Linked DNA regions of Mus musculus: region 1 is linked to region 2. The links are chromatin contacts, called in public HiChIP or PLAC-seq maps. All regions are on one chromosome and are shown on one strand. Each heading gives the region's core, a stretch centred on a gene start, on an enhancer-like site or on the middle of the called end of the contact. The rest is flanking DNA. Distances are from core to core; before and after follow the strand shown.

Region 1 (3,895 bases), core at 29-2,528, 37 kb before region 2:
CGTAAGACAGAAACCTTGGAGACCAGGGCAAAAGGGGAAAGTCGTTATTAACAAACTGCACAGGGCCTCTGCTTAAATCGCCAGGACCGGAAACAGTAGATTCTATTTCCACAGGTTGTATCACAATCAGTACTAGGTATTATGAGGTTAACAGTAAGCACTGCTCAAGAGGAGGAAAGAAATAAGCGCCAGCGTGCTACCTTCTCGGATCCTGCTGTGCGCCGCCGCACTAGGTGGCTGCAACTTCAGTTAACTGCCCAACAATTTTATGGAGTGAGAGGCCCCTGTACTAGAAAAGAAATTAAGGCCTAGTGGGCTCTACAGGCCGGGTCTATAGCCAGTGCTCTGTCCGCTAGACTGCAAACGCATACCCAGCCGAAGTCAGTGAGTAAGGTGATCCTTTCGTCCTGGTTCTTGAATTCCAAAACCGCTGCATTCTGGCCCGAGGTCCAGCTTGCCAGAAAGCAATAAGCAGGAGAATTCTGGTCCTGGGCCTCAAAGTCTGGACACGGGTAACCTCCTAGGTGAGTGCCTAATAAGCATAAAAGTTCAAGGGGGACGGCCTAGCCTCTCCCAGATACCCCAACCCAACTTCAAGGATTTCAGAACGGGAGGACAGCATAGGTTGTGTGTGTGTGTGTGTGTGTGGTAGTAAGGTCACCGGTTGCCTGGAGCCATCTAAAGTCAGTGAGTTCAGTTGGCAGAGTTTGGCAGATCTGAGGAAGCCAAATCTATCTGGTCCCTAGAGTCCACCCTTTTTCGTTCAAAATCCACCCAGAAAAGTTATACCCACAAGTTCACAACAGCCCACACCACCACGAGCTGGGAAGGAGAAGGAACCCCAGTACAGGGCTTGGGCCCTGATCCAAGATGGAGTGCCCTGACCTGTGGCGTCCAGCCGTCCCAGGCTCTTCCCTGAACTAAGCATACTGAGCTTGAGCTTTCGGAGTGGATCTTGAAATCTACATTCTTTCGGTCGATAAAATATGTTCTCGTATTTTTTCCTGATTTTCCCATTAAAACCTTTGCCTAACTAAACTCCCATCCAACGGGATTTATTTCATCTCTAGGGAGATAAATCAGGGGGCAAATTTACAGTCCCGGAGGCACCTGCCTCGCTAATGGGCCCTTCATGGAGTGCATGGCCGGCGGGGGCGCGCGCAGACGGGCCGGACGCTGGCCAATGGCCTGGTCGCCAGTGCCTTCAGCCAATCAGCGCGCGCGCCGCGCCCAGGCCCCGCGGTTATCAGTGCGTCCATCCCGCGCGGCGCCGCTCCGACCTGCCCCGGAGCCGCCACTGCCGCTCCCGCCGCCCTTAGTATCCCTGCCTTCTCTCTGACCGCCGCCCATTCAGCGCAACAGCCGTCGGTCCTCTCGCTTTCCCGTAGGGGCCGTCGGCGTTCGTTTGAAACGCGGTCCACCCGTCCCAGCGTAGCCGGCGCTCTTCGGCGCCGCGCGCAAACTTCCCGAGCCGGCGGGTGCGGGCGGTGGCAGCGGGGCCCGGATGGGCGCCCGGGTCGGAGGCGGCGGCGCCCATGGACGCTAACCGCCCGGGTGCGTTTGTGCTGAGCAGCGCGCCTTTAGCCGCGCTGCACAACATGGCTGAGATGAAGACGTCGCTGTTCCCCTACGCGCTGCAGGGCCCGGCGGGCTTCAAGACACCCGCCCTAGGCAGCCTTGGCGCGCAGTTGCCTCTAGGCACTCCGCACGGCATCAGCGACATCCTGGGACGGCCGGTGGGCGCAGCGGGTGGCGGCCTCCTAGGAAGTCTGCCCCGTCTCAACGGGCTCGCCTCGTCTGCAGGTGTCTACTTCGGGCCCGCAGCCGCCGTGGCTCGGGGCTACCCCAAGCCGCTGGCGGAACTGCCTGGGCGCCCGCCCATCTTCTGGCCTGGGGTGGTGCAGGGCTCTCCCTGGAGGGACCCGCGACTGGCCGGCTCCGGTAAGTGGCCCGCGCGGGATTCGGTAAGGAGAGGGGCTGGGCGCGGGCCTCGGACTGCGCTCACTGGCTCTTCTTCGCAGCCCAAGCCGGCGGGGTCCTGGATAAGGATGGCAAGAAGAAACACTCGCGGCCGACTTTCTCCGGCCAGCAGATCTTCGCGCTGGAGAAGACTTTCGAGCAGACCAAGTATTTGGCAGGCCCAGAGCGCGCGCGGCTTGCCTACTCTCTGGGCATGACCGAGAGCCAAGTGAAGGTGAGCTCGAAATGGGCCGGGGTCCAGCAGTATTGAGGCGGGGCCCGGAGTCCGCGTCCTGCGAACGGCCGGCGAGCGGCGGTTCGGCTGCGGCCGGACCGCGGAAAGCGCTGGCGCCAGGCGGGTCCGGAGTGCTGGTCGGGTGAGGCGAGCCTCGGTGCCCGTCTGATGATCCCTCCCCCAAACCCCCAGGTGTGGTTCCAGAATCGGCGGACCAAGTGGCGCAAGCGGCACGCGGCAGAGATGGCGTCGGCTAAAAAGAAGCAAGACTCGGATGCCGAGAAGCTGAAGGTGGGTGGCTCAGACGCGGAGGACGATGACGAATACAACCGGCCCCTGGACCCCAACTCCGATGACGAGAAGATCACGCGGCTTCTCAAAAAGCACAAACCCTCGAACTTGGCGCTCGTTAGCCCGTGTGGTGGCAGCGCGGGGGACGCCTTGTGAGGACGCGGCCAGGCCGGAGAACCCGAGAACCGGGACTCGCGGCATGCCCCGACGCCAGCCGCCCAGCCGCAGTGTGTATATATATTTTTACAGAATAAGTTATAAAGCGGACGTTGGCGCGGCCTTGGCGTGATGGCGGAGTACGGGGTTTGGGCCGATCACTTTGTATAATCAATAAATTATTTAACACGTCCTCGTCGGAGCCGTGGCTCCCAAGGCTGCACATCGTGTTTCTTCCATACGGAGCTGGCACCAGCGGGCGGGCAGGACCCTGCAGACCCACCTAGCCTGTTCTCTCTGTGGGCGCCAGAGACTGGCGCAGGGGGGCGCGACAGTGCTTGATGACGACCTGGGGCCCGTGTGCGCCTTTGGTTCAGAGGTTGAGTGCCTGGTGATGGTCCCAGAGCGCACGGTGATGGCAGCTTGCAGGAGCGCAGAGGTTGTGAGACTGAGCATGCCCCGGGTCGTGGGAAGGCAGCTTCAGCCGCCGGGGAAGGGAAGGACACCGCTGCGCAGTGCTTGGAGGAGCTGGGCCAGCAGGGAACTCAGCGGAAGAGACCCCAAAGCAGGTATGATTTCTATTTTCTGTGTAGATCGTTGTTGTTTTGTTTCGTTTTTAACACATTCGAAGGGAGACCCAAAGTTCTGCAAGGCTTGTCTCATTAAAAGCAGCTAGCACCTCACACTACACTGTTTTTCTTTTTAATGTATTTTCTTTTTCTCAACCTGGGGGAGCGTGCCCTGTTACTATGCGCCCATGTCCTGGTTCAGGCCAAACCAGCACTGTCCTATCCCTGTTATTTTGTAATAATTATCTGTTTAGCCAGAATTCTAAACATTTTGGATATAATTACTAAACTCCAGCTGGGGGTAATAAGGCCCGAGGCTCTGCACCCTCCCTGGCCTCTGGCTATCAGTCCTTGACTTTCATTAGTAGAAAGCCCGGTTTTAAGCAGGGCTGCAGACATCCTGTGAATCCTGCCCAGGCACCTCACAGTCTTCAGCCTGTGTCAGCAGCCCTGACACTCACCACTGGCCTCTCAGAAGGCTGACAGGAGGGCCCTCAGCCAGGATCTCTTCAACCTAAAGAGCTAAATCCATAGGTAAGACCAGTGGCTCATGCCCAGGCAGCTAAGAGCTTGGTGCCCTCTCCACCCTAGGACCTTTCAGGGCTATAATTCCCTGTAGCAAAGCCCCATCTTCGGCCCCATACAAGTCCATTCCACAGCTCCACCTTAATGTAGTGAATGTTAA
Region 2 (4,180 bases), core at 1,215-3,714:
GTTAGCCCTGCTACATCCCCATCTCCCTTGAAGTTGAGGTAGGAGTCAGTGGGTGTCTTGTCCCATAGGGAAGCTGTTCTGTGGCCAGATCCGCAACCAGCACTGCAGTCACTGCTGTAGTTGTGGCAGCTCAGGCTCCCAAGGCCACATCTATAGCCTCTCAGGTGCCTAGGGAAGCCCAGCACATAAAGCACCCACACCTGAGTGTCCCATAGCTCTCAATAGCCCAAGTGTGCGTCACTGAGTGGGGAGGCAAAGCACAGGGAGTGGACTGGTGGCTATAGGACTGTGGGCAGCTGCTCAGTCCACCCTCAGTGAGGCCAGCAGTTCAGACTGACTCAGCAAAACCAGGGACAGGATTTTATAAGATTGCCTAAGCTTTTTAGATTGGGTTCTACCTGACACAGGAGGCCTACTGTAGGTCACAGGGCTGGGCAAAAGGCCCACTGTGCAAAGTTCACCTTACAGAATCAGCAACGGATGCTGTTTGGGGAGCTGTCTATCAGTACCCACAGAGGCCTGTCCAGTCTCCTTCTCCTTGCTGGACAGTGGCAGCTACTCATCTAAAACAGAGCATCACAAACAGCCTGTCATCTCTTCTCCCAAAACGGCTTGCCTTGCAGCAGCTGGTGCTTGTGTCCAGGTTATTAGTGGCACTGAGTGACTTGTTCATCCCACCTAGGTAGGACAGGACCTACTTTTATAAGAGTATAGGCACAAGCTGAGACTCACACAATTTGTGTGAGCACCCACAGCCCAGAAGTATCTCACAAGATTGTGTAAGCCCCTGTGGCTTACACTCTGTCTTGGCTGGGGCTAGACCTGCAGCAGGACTCCTTCCAGATGCCCCAAGCTCACACAGCTGGAAAGCAGAGAAAGCAGAGCACAGAGTTCCCACAGGTCTTCGGAGCTGCAGCAGGTCATGAGTACGCAGCCAAACAGCTTCTTGATCAGTGAGTCAAAGACCTAGCTACTCTAATAGAATCTTGAGATAGTAAAACAGTAGAATCACTGGCTAATTAAAGTATTCAAATTGATCTTTGTAGAAGTAAATACTCTGAATATGAAATCTAAATTCTTGTTATGATTTGCTGCAGTACAGCTGATGTTGTCAACCTTATTCAGGAATGGTCCGACCTGAGGTCTCCATCTGAAGTCATTAAACATCTAACGATGTTAATTAGGAGTTCTGTTGCCGCCATTATTTTTCAAAGCCCTCAAGTTGGGTGGTACTTTGTGTGCACCCTCTTTGAGGCCCAGGCTTTCTGTCACTTGAGTGCTCAGTCCTCTGCCCGCAAAGGAAGAACAAAATGCCCACTTGGGCTCGAGGGAGCCCTAGCTAGAGAGGAAGAAGGGCTGCCACTATGACTCACTGCAGGGGACTAACTTGAGTGTACCGAGTATTACAGGATCTGGTGAGGGCCATGGTGCAGATCTGCCTGTCCTCTGACTTAGGATAGAATTCTAAGGGCTGCTGACCAGGTAAAGTAGGTCCTGAAGAGCCTGTGGAAACTCTACTGGGCTCTAACACAGCAGGGCCCACTTCACACGAAGCCCAAGCTTTAAATGACCACGGATCACTCTCTATAATACAGGCAAAGCCCCATATCACAAAGTGCTGCCAAGGTTTGCAAGGGTGAGAGCAAGGCTAACCACTGAAACTGCTGAGGAGCAGGACTTAATTTTGGCCAGTTTACCTAGCTACACACACAGCAGGGTGGACATGGTTGCCACAGCCACTGCTATTCACTGATATGCTGGTGGACACTCGGGCCCAAGCCCCTTCCCTTTTGTATGGTCTAGAACATGGCCACAGAACTTGTGGGCTATGCACACGAGGGCACACAGAGTGTTCTAACAAGGACCAATGACATAGGTAGTCAGCACTTCATCTGGAGCCCACGCACAAACAGTCCACTGGCAAGGACAAGAGCATCTGGAACTCTCAGATGAGGTCCTGTAGAGTCATCAAAAGCAGTAATCTGGTGCCGCATTACCCCCTGGCTCTCATTGTAAGACATAGGAGCTCCTGGATACCAGTAGTGCCTGGGTATCAGCAAGCTGAGTGAGCTTGCTGTTGCAGTGGTCTTCGTCACACTGGGGAACCTTTGAAGTGTTCTTCATATCTGGCACAGCAAACACTGCGGCCACCTCGGTGCTACCCTGCCCTGTGTCCCAGGAGTCCTTCTGTGAGGCCTTCATTGGACCCTGCTCGAAAACAGGCACAGCTGCCACCTAAGCATGTAGCTGTCAACAACTGGCAACAGGATTTTGAAAAAGACGACGAGCTTCCAAAAATGCATCTATCATCACCACTGGTGGGGAGGTGATGGACAGCAGGTGTGGTGAGCCCAGGCCATGCAGAGACAGGCGCGGCTGGCACCGCTGTCACTTGCCTCACCATGGCCAGCTGAACAACCCAGCTGCCAGTTGCCACTGTGCAAGGCATAAAACATACCCTCCAAGCAATCCCAGCAGCAGGACCGTGCTGGAGGCTGCATTATTAATTAGAGTAATGGCGCGTGGTCCTGTTACACGGCAGGATAATCGTGTTTAATTTGTGTATGTTTTAATTATGGCTTAAGCGGTGCCAAATTTGATCACAGTATCATCTTTTCAGTTCTGCTCTGCAAGCATGTTTGCATTAATTTGCATTTGAAACATAAGAAGCTGCTCTTCCTGGGGCAGTGCCTGCACACAGAGCCCCTTTCACAGGCCTCCCTCCCTTCCCATCCCCACACTCCTCCCTCACTGCAAGTGACAAGCAGGTCTCTACTGTGCTCCAAGAGCTTCCAGAGCCTGGAGGCTGGTCTCTTCCCGGAGGCACCCTAGAGCCTGAGCCCGCTCTCCCTGCAGGATGAACAATGGCTGCATTTAATGTGTTTAATTTACTGAGATTGGGCTTAGCTCATTGGCCTTTCATTGTTTTGGAGATGGATTTAATTAACCTCTGATGAATCTAGCCAGCCAGTGTGATGGCGTGAGACCCCAAGAGGCAGGGCTATCAAATGGGCCATATTCCCTGAAACACTGGGATCTCCTTGCCTGTCCAGGATGACAGGAGTACTGAGGGGGCTCTGTTCTGGGTGAGAACCTAGTGTCCTAAGGAAATAAAGCAAAGAGTCTAGTCTTTGCCAGACACTGAAAATCAACTTCCACTTTCACTTAAGAGGGAAGCCACCAATGGATGACATAGCAGTGTGTTAGGTGTCTCAGGCACCAGCTAGCCACAGGCCTGGGACAGCTTTCCCAGAGGACACCTTTCTACAGGGCATCCTGTGTTCTGAGCAGCACACCTTTCTCCTGTGACTGAGTCTGTCTGTGACTGTTCTGATTTCATACTCTTCCCATTCTTTACTCTGTCTTCAGAAATATGAAAGTCACTTGGAGGTGACCTGGCAGAAACAAGGGTACAGAAATTCTTAAGAGGATTTGGCCTGCTGGGAGAAGACACTCGCCAGGTAGGTATCTATGGAGGTTATTTCCGGCTGGCCAAATCTACAGAACCTGCTTCATATCCGGGCAATGGGCAGCAACTCCACCCTGTGCTATGTGTGGAGCAGCCTGGGGCCTCCAGCTGTGGTGCTGGTGGCCACCAACACCACTCAGTGTCCTGAGTGTCCACTGGCGTCTCCTGCTATCTCCTGATCCAGCTGGGACCCTGCTGGTGCTCCCCAAGAGCAGCATCCAGTGTTCTTCCGCTCTCGTCTTCACCAGGCTGCCTGAGTTTGACAGCACCAACGTGTCTGAGGGGGCACAGCCTCCAGGAAAGCCATACCCTCTGTACTCCTTGGCCAAGTTCTCCTGGAACAATATTACCAACTCATTGGATATTGCTACCCTGAGCATCATTTTTCAAGGCCGCCCTGTAGATGATCCTACTGGAGCATTCGCCAATGGCAGCCTGACCTTCAAGGTCCAAGCCTTTTCTAGATCTGGTAGACCTGATCTAGCCCCCTCTCCTCCTGCACACAGCAGATGTCTGCCAGTTAGAAGTGGCCCTGGTTGGAGCTGCTCCTCGTGGAAACCATTCCCTGTTTGGTCTAGAGGTAGCCACCTTGGGACAGGGCCCTGTCTGCCCCTCAGTGAATGAACAGAACTCCATCGATGATGAATATGCACCTGCCGTCTTCCAGCTGAACCAGCTGTTGTGGGGCTCTACTCCATCTGGCTTCATGCA

What was found. HiChIP or PLAC-seq counts read pairs in DNA pulled down with a chosen protein or histone mark.
Region 1: a contact with region 2 is called in an H3K27ac HiChIP or PLAC-seq map of neural progenitor cells, with 6 times the contacts expected there. The contact joins the promoter of Nkx6-2 here to the enhancer-like site in region 2. A contact is called at or near these places in 5 of 484 Hi-C or Micro-C datasets (brain, cerebral cortex, cortical glia and 2 more) and 3 of 115 datasets of contacts at active chromatin or transcription factors (cardiomyocytes, embryonic stem cells and neural progenitor cells).

Annotation. Positions count from the first base shown.
Region 1 is chr7:139,580,180-139,584,074 of GRCm38.p6, reverse strand. It overlaps Nkx6-2 (NK6 homeobox 2), which reads left to right and starts at 1,278. Exons shown (of 3, transcript NM_183248.3): 1 at 1,278-1,941; 2 at 2,022-2,194; 3 at 2,387-2,855. The coding sequence starts at 1,536. The coding sequence ends at 2,641. Gm33031 (a long non-coding RNA gene) reads right to left here and starts at 1,279. Exons shown (of 7, transcript XR_003946896.1): 1 at 1-1,279.
Region 2 is chr7:139,543,750-139,547,929 of GRCm38.p6, reverse strand. All of the region lies in intron 9 of Inpp5a (inositol polyphosphate-5-phosphatase A), which reads right to left. It also overlaps the pseudogene Gm33697. Among named protein-coding and RNA genes, the nearest start is that of Gm33031, 37 kb to the left of the region's middle. Within about 2 kb of position 2,464, at least 58 of the 459 cell types and tissues checked have an H3K27ac peak or open chromatin away from gene starts, as enhancers often do. A contact at or near this core is called in brain, cerebral cortex, cortical glia and 2 more, where this site is marked.